2 separate regions of the Danio rerio genome follow, and region 1 is linked to region 2. The links are chromatin contacts, called in public Hi-C maps. All regions are on one chromosome and are shown on one strand. The core of a region is the stretch at or near the end of the contact, and the rest is flanking DNA. Distances in the headings are between cores, read along the strand shown.

What was found. A called contact is a pair of places that touch in the nucleus more often than the background predicts.
Region 1: a contact with region 2 is called in a Hi-C map of embryo, with 2.8 times the contacts expected there. The contact joins the enhancer-like site here to the promoter of myoz1a in region 2. A contact is called at or near these places in 3 of 18 Hi-C or Micro-C datasets (caudal fin and embryo) and 1 of 4 datasets of contacts at active chromatin or transcription factors (caudal fin).

What each region holds. Positions count from the first base shown.
Region 1 is chr13:25,650,557-25,653,984 of GRCz12tu, reverse strand. The region is part of intron 4 of ldb3a (LIM domain binding 3a); the gene reads right to left. Among named protein-coding and RNA genes, the nearest start is that of ldb3a, 36 kb to the right of the region's middle. Within about 2 kb of position 1,969, at least 5 of the 62 cell types and tissues checked have an H3K27ac peak or open chromatin away from gene starts, as enhancers often do.
Region 2 is chr13:25,409,070-25,412,668 of GRCz12tu, reverse strand. It overlaps myoz1a (myozenin 1a), which reads right to left and starts at 1,726. Exons shown (of 6, transcript NM_205678.1): 1 at 1,666-1,726. synpo2la (synaptopodin 2-like a) reads right to left here. Exons shown (of 4, transcript XM_687207.9): 4 at 3,296-3,599.

The DNA of each region.
Region 1 (3,428 bases), core at 720-3,219, 240 kb before region 2:
CCTCTATCCTCCTGAAACACACTCACACACAACATCACAGTGCTAGGTTCCTCATAAATACATATACCCAAGCAGTACGTTTATATATACCCAGCACAGATTCTGTTTCACTGTGTTGTAGTATAGGTTTACATTAAGCATTAGTGGACCATTAAAGCAAGCTCTGTTTGCACAGGAAGACAAATCTCACTAACCACACTTTATTGTTGATAAGACACCACAAAGGCAGTTCCAAACAATTCCATGCATGTATACCACACAGAGCACTACAATGCTATGCCAGGAGGCTGTTACTAACTTGGCAGGAGCGTGGGTAATAACCTACAAGGGGCAAAAGGAAAAAGAAACAAGTGCATTGGTTAGCAACTCATTTTAAGTTTAACAGTGAAGCATTGTGCTGATGAATGCTTCTCAATGTGTGGAATCTTATAAGATGTATTCTAAAGGTGACAGTACTGAGAGCCAAACTGTAAAATAATTAGTTGACAAACATTTCCCATTTTCCCCAGGTTATCCACTCTGACTCTGACTAGATTGGTGCAAAACAGCAACAATGTAGGACCTATAAACATATTCCACAGTGGTTTGCATGTGAAACGTACGGTTAAGGTAATACAACACTAATAACTTTTGTCCCTTTCACTCAAATTTGATGAGAGATTATTATACAATGTTTTGATCTCAAAATACTCCAACTATAGTATGTCATGTAAATATCCATCTTGATAATTCATTTATGAACTTATACGATGCTCAGCATAATTGAGTACACCACGTATTGAAAATTAATATTTTTCTTCATTTCTCAGTGAATATAGGCAATGTATTTTGGTGCATTTAAACAAAGAGGTTTATTAAACAGATATATTTATTATAACAATATTTTAGTCACCAAACATATTTAGAAATTAAAAGATAATACAATTAAATTCAAGCTAAATATTACAAAAAATAAAAAAATTAAATTACAATCTACAAAATTGTAACATTTTTTGCTTCTCTTGATTCTTCCTTTTTTTCCAATTTGAATTTAATATTTTTCTAGAACATATTAATTTGGGTGTACTAGTTTTTGGACTGTTATTATAAGTTATTTTGTTACATAAGCTCCAGATTTGGCTTCTGACTAATCTAATGCACAAATATAATATTGTATAGCTTCCTATTAAAAATATGAATTTAAAAAATAGATTTTTGAGGGGTGAACTTATATACAGTATGCTGAGCACTGTAACTGTTATGAGAAACAATGTGTTTCACTTTGCAGAAATATAGAGGAAGTCATGCATTTACATTTAATAAGCCTGGGATTCCATTGATTTAGTTAAAGTTTCCCCTTTTGGCATACTCAAATATGTCAGTTCTACTTGTAGAACAGAAATTACACAGTTCACACATATTTCAGATTGATAGTTCAGCCAAAAATTAATTATACACACTCTAAACATTTTTCAAATCTATACAAGTTTAAGTTTTAGTCTTAAGCTGAACACAATAGAAAGAAAATTAGAGAAATGTTGGTAACACAAACAGTTGATCAAATTCACAGACTTCCATTAAATGTCTGAAGGCCAAGATTTTGCAAAGTACCATTTTTATAGTTTATCACAATAAAACAACAACTTGAGGATTAGAAAACAATGACAGCTTTATGTTTTTAATGAACATTTTAGAATCTCTTTAAGAAGTAAAACCATTCTTCAGTTTGAGTGTGTGTATGTGTGTTTGCCAGACTAAAAACAACATATTTGTGCTCACACAATAGTGAATCATTTTCAAAAGGACAAACAAATAAATCATTGAAAAAGAAAAATGGGTTTTAATGTGAGAGCCTCCTTGCAAAGATGTGTAAGGAGGGAGTGAGGGGGATGCAGTATCGGTGAAGTTAAGAAACTGAACCCTGACATTCCATAGCCTTTTATAGCGAGCGCTGCAACAGGTGCTCCCTGACCAGTCTCTATAGTGACTGTGTAACTGTATCACTCCACAGCCTGAGATTTCCTCTGTGCTGTGACACACGCCGAGACCCTTTTTGACTCGTATGAGGAAGAGAGTAAACGGAGAGGGGTACAGGACAATGTCATCCATTCCCCTAATCCACTACAGTACAGCCAAAGTGCATTGCTTTGAGGTTACAAGGTGGAACTGAAACGGTCAAACTGGGAAAGTGATATACAGTGCTTTTAATGTCTCAAAATGACGGCTTGCAGAGTTTTTTTTTTTTTTTTTTTTTTAGAGAAACAATAAAGCAAAAAGACTACTGCTCAAAACAATGAGATCTAGAAGTCTGTTCTTTAAAGATGTCTTTTTATACCCGCATTTGCAAAGCAAAACATTTATTACTTCAGCCTTTAGTGTCACGATCCTTCAGAAATCTTTCTAAGATGCTGATTAGCTTATTAAGAAATACTTAAGTTGAGAAAAAAATCTTTCAGTATTTTTATGGTAAATGTTTTTATAAATGATTATATGACATTTCTGGCTAATGCATAGTTTTGCTACTGAATATTCCAGTAGCTTTAATATTTAATATTTGTATTTACAATCATTAATTTGGCAGACACTTTTATCCACACGACTTGTAAATGAAGACACCGAAAGAAAGTGTCTTGGAATGTCAGAGTAGAATTCTGTTAGAAGAGGGAAAAGATGATAAAAAAACAATATCTTAAAGAAGCAGAGCAACATTATTATGTAAAAAAGAAAGAATAGAAAATAGACAGAAAAAGATGTTACCTAGAAACTGTCAAAGACATGAATGTTTAAAAGAACATCATTTATTTGAAACACAAAGCTTTTGCAGCATTATTAATCCCTTTACTTTTAATCAATTTAATTTATGCTCTCTGAACATAATTTGTATTTTCTTTCAAAAGAAACATGTCTTATTGACCTCAAACTACTGAATAAAGCTTTAAAATCCATTCTTACAGCTAACTTTTCACTTTGAGTCCTCTGGTGGACGCATCATCTCCTATACCCCGATCATTGTACCTGAAGGAGGGCCACTGAAGGGAAAACTGAAGCGTCAGCTCAAATTTGTCTTGTGCATTCATTCAGAGGCTTGAAGCCTTAACTAGATCTCTCTCTCTCTTGTCTGCAGTGGGGAGTGGAGTCAATGTAACAGATGTAACCTGTCTTTTCTGAATGCTGCATGACCGCTGCCATTCTTCTGTCAAAGAGCAAAATTAGCAACCAGGTGGGCCTGAGTTATAACCACAACAGTGATTGTGCCTAATGGTAATGCTTTAGATATTACAACCTGCAATTTACATGGCCAGTACACCTGAAAGTACAGCATTCTTTTTGTAAAAATAAGCTATATTTATTAATGTCACATAAATGATATATTTACCATTTGCCTAACCCTACAAACATTATGCAATAATTGCAATAATTATGGAGAAAATTCTATTTGCAAATTTCAA
Region 2 (3,599 bases), core at 477-2,976:
TTTGATTATGACCCTAAACATATTAAATTAATCAAACACTTCTGTATACATGGTAGACTCTTATTCAGAGTATTTTCTTAATCGTATTAAAATTGTTTTATTTGTGTCCATGTAAACGTCCTCATTGAGCAAACAAATCAATATATTAAACTATAAAATAAAAATAACAGGTTTTCGTCTCTAAAGTATGTTTTATAATGCATAGAAAGATCTCTTTCATACACACTCTTAAAAACAAGGGCTCCAAACAAGGGTTTTCAGAATAATGCATAGAAAAACTATTTTTGTTGCCCAAACAAACTTTTAGAGAACTCTTTTAAAAAAAGTTATGTTTGTAAGTCTGAAGAATATTTTGCAAATCTACAGAACCTTGCGAACCTTATAAAAAATATTTTGTGGAAGTGATTACGGAAAGGCTTTTCAGATGTTAAAAGTTCTTAATGGAAACATCAGTGATATTAAGAACCTTTATTTATTAAATGTACAATTGTATCAATAAAATAGTTATATAGCTAAAAGCTACATAACTTTTCTCTCTAGTGTGGTTTCACTATTAGTAGAGACACACACAGATGCATATGTAATTCACACAAGCTCAGTCAATCTCTCACTGTCTCTCTCTATATTTTAATAACTGCATTAATAACGGTTATTAATTGCTCAAGTCTACATTAATAGCTAAGCATGACATTATGAAATTAGCAACAGAGGCTTGGGATGAGACAGATGAAAAATTAGCCCTACACACAAGAATATTTAAAAAAAAAAAAAAAAACAAGTGAAAGGTCTTATATAGTTAAGCATCTGGACAATGTCTTAAGATATGGTGTAAGCATAACTGACTCCGGTCTGCTGAATTTGAAGAAAATAATACACACACAAAGTGTTTACATTATTCTAATTCAATGATATGTTCTCAAGTATTCAACACATACATTTTAAACTAATTACGCAAACAAATCAGATTAAAATCTGCATTTGAAGGTCCAAATCATGGTACAGCAGAAGATTTTATTTATTTTTTCCACCAACTTTCCTGCACATATATGCCTGCATATAGATTATTCTGCTAGTATAAGACTCTGTTAATGGCAAACATTGCAACGACTTGACTGTAACTCAATACAGTATGGCTATTTTTAAAGCAAGACCTTTTAGTGACGAGTCGTGGTGTCTGTTTTATTGTCAGATACTCAGGATTGGTCACAAACATACAAGCATAAACACATTCACTGTGGTTTAATGCTTTGAAGAAATCGGAAATCTCCCTCAAACTGATATGACACCACAGATTGATGATGTTGTGGTGTGACGAAGGGGGTGCAATGGCCCACCCTGTAAAATAATCACAAGCTGGGGTCCACCAGTCTTAAGTTCCCCCAGCTGGACAGTACAGGCTCTGCATTCCACATAAAATCATATACCAGGCAGGGTGGGAGTGTTTAGCATATTCCCACATTCTAGAAGCAAAAAGCCACCTCAGGTATCATTCAACCTTGATTTCTCCAATCAGTGCAAACGGTATCGTCTGGGCTTACAAAACTATTAGGGTATCTGAAGTTATTGCTGGTCGTGTTTTCATTGCCTTCATGCAGCTGTTAGTTGAACGGTGTCAGTGTGTGCGGTTAGTGAAGTGACAGAAAAAATATAGCATAATCCACTTACCAAGAACTGGTCTCAAAGGTACAGTGAAAATAGGAAAAGGCGTGTGGCTGAGAAGTTTACCAATTCCAGGGTACCTTTGACCTGTGGCTGGATCAAGAACCTAAGGCGTGCAAAATCCAGTTGGGACTTGGATGGCAGATCTTCACGGGGGGAGGGAGAGTCCGGGTAAGAAGGGGGAGTGAGGGGTAAAGGGGGACCCATTTGGTCTGCACAGCACTTTGCTGATGGGAATATCAAGAGACTAATATCTTTCTTGCAGATGCTTCATTGGCTAAATATAGAGAGAAGGAGAGAGAGCGGCTGATTGCACATAGTTATCAAATAACTTCACGGGGCAAAAGGGTTGCGGTAGATTTGCACTTTTTGTTCTTTGGTTAATCTCCTTCAACTTGTCAGGGGATTTTCACATTTTAAAACCAATAACGGGTCCCTAGCTGTGCTAAATGTGTTTTTATGATAATGATTTAAGCTCTTAGAGGGTCAGTGTTGGACGGGGAAGCCACTGTTACATTAGTCTGACATGGTTCTAATATGTTATTGGGTGAATGAGAAAATCAGCTGTGTTTCTGCTTCTGTAACAACCTGGACATATATAAATAATAATAGTTCAGTAAGATTTTTAATTTTATAACTAAAATAATTACACCACAACTTCCTTGCCAGTAAAGAAATATATTTTACAAGGCACTTTTCCACTTTGCTCAGAGACAATGCTTATTATATAATTATTCACATATCGTTTGCACCCTATAAAACTGAAAAATTGTCAGAGTCTCTCCATCTGTCAATTCAGGAAGGATCTACTCATAAATAGAATCTAAGCAGGGAAAGCGCCTTGGAGCAGCCATAAAAAGTGCCTGAACATTATCAGCCCTAAATATAGGATGGTGCTCTGCATATGCATGAGAATGGTGCCAGTTTCAGCTGTAGTCGACTCATGCACTCCACTATGTTTAGAGGCGACATTGGCTTTTGATTATAAACTTGGACACAACAGTGGCAAAAAGTAATGTCCAGCCAAGGAACATTTATAGCTAAGTCAAACTAATGTTCTTATTTGTGCTTAGTTGCTGCACCATTGTTTCATTGTAAGAATGCATAGAAGCATATCAGATAATTGCTGCTAATGAAAGGTGTATTTCCTGTATGCTTTTTGTTTTTTGTTCCTTTTTATGTATTTAAATAAAACCCATTTTCTGTGAGCCATATTATTTTTGCCAAATAATTTTGTTAGAAAATTACCAACCAAGTTTAGTGTTTTCCTTTTCCTGATATAACGTTAATTTCATCATGATGGTTCAATTGAACTAGTGTCTTGGTGTTTCATAAAGAGTGAGAAACTGAAATACTCTTGCTCTAACACATAACCAGATTTATATTAGTAACAGTGGGACGCAAGCGCCACCATGTGGTGATTAGTCCCATTTAGTGCAACAACACTGTTGTAAGACAAAAAGAGACACACTGCCGCATATCGTCAGTTATTATAATCAGAAGCATTATAGTGTCAGTGAAATAAAAAATGACTATTTATAAAACAAATAGATTTTTTTCTAATCGTTTGTGAACATGTGAGATGTTTAGATCATGTCTGCATTACATACAAGTGACTTGGAATGACACAAACACATTTCTTTACTATTTCAGGCATGTTTTATTCAAACTACTCAACTATTGAATTAGAAATGCATGAGACTTTCAGTTTTCAGAATTACTTATGTGCCAAAGTTCAACTGAGCTCATCATAAGCACAAGAGACATTAAACACAAAGCAAATGTAAGGAAGACGGACACACTGATTCAATGAATTGTACAACAGCCAAAATTAAGAGCGGTTAAAAAAAGCTTTAGTCTAATATAAAACATGATGACAGACTAACATGGAAAAACACAAAATGGCTCAAGATTTCAACACCCAGTCTACTTTTGCTTTC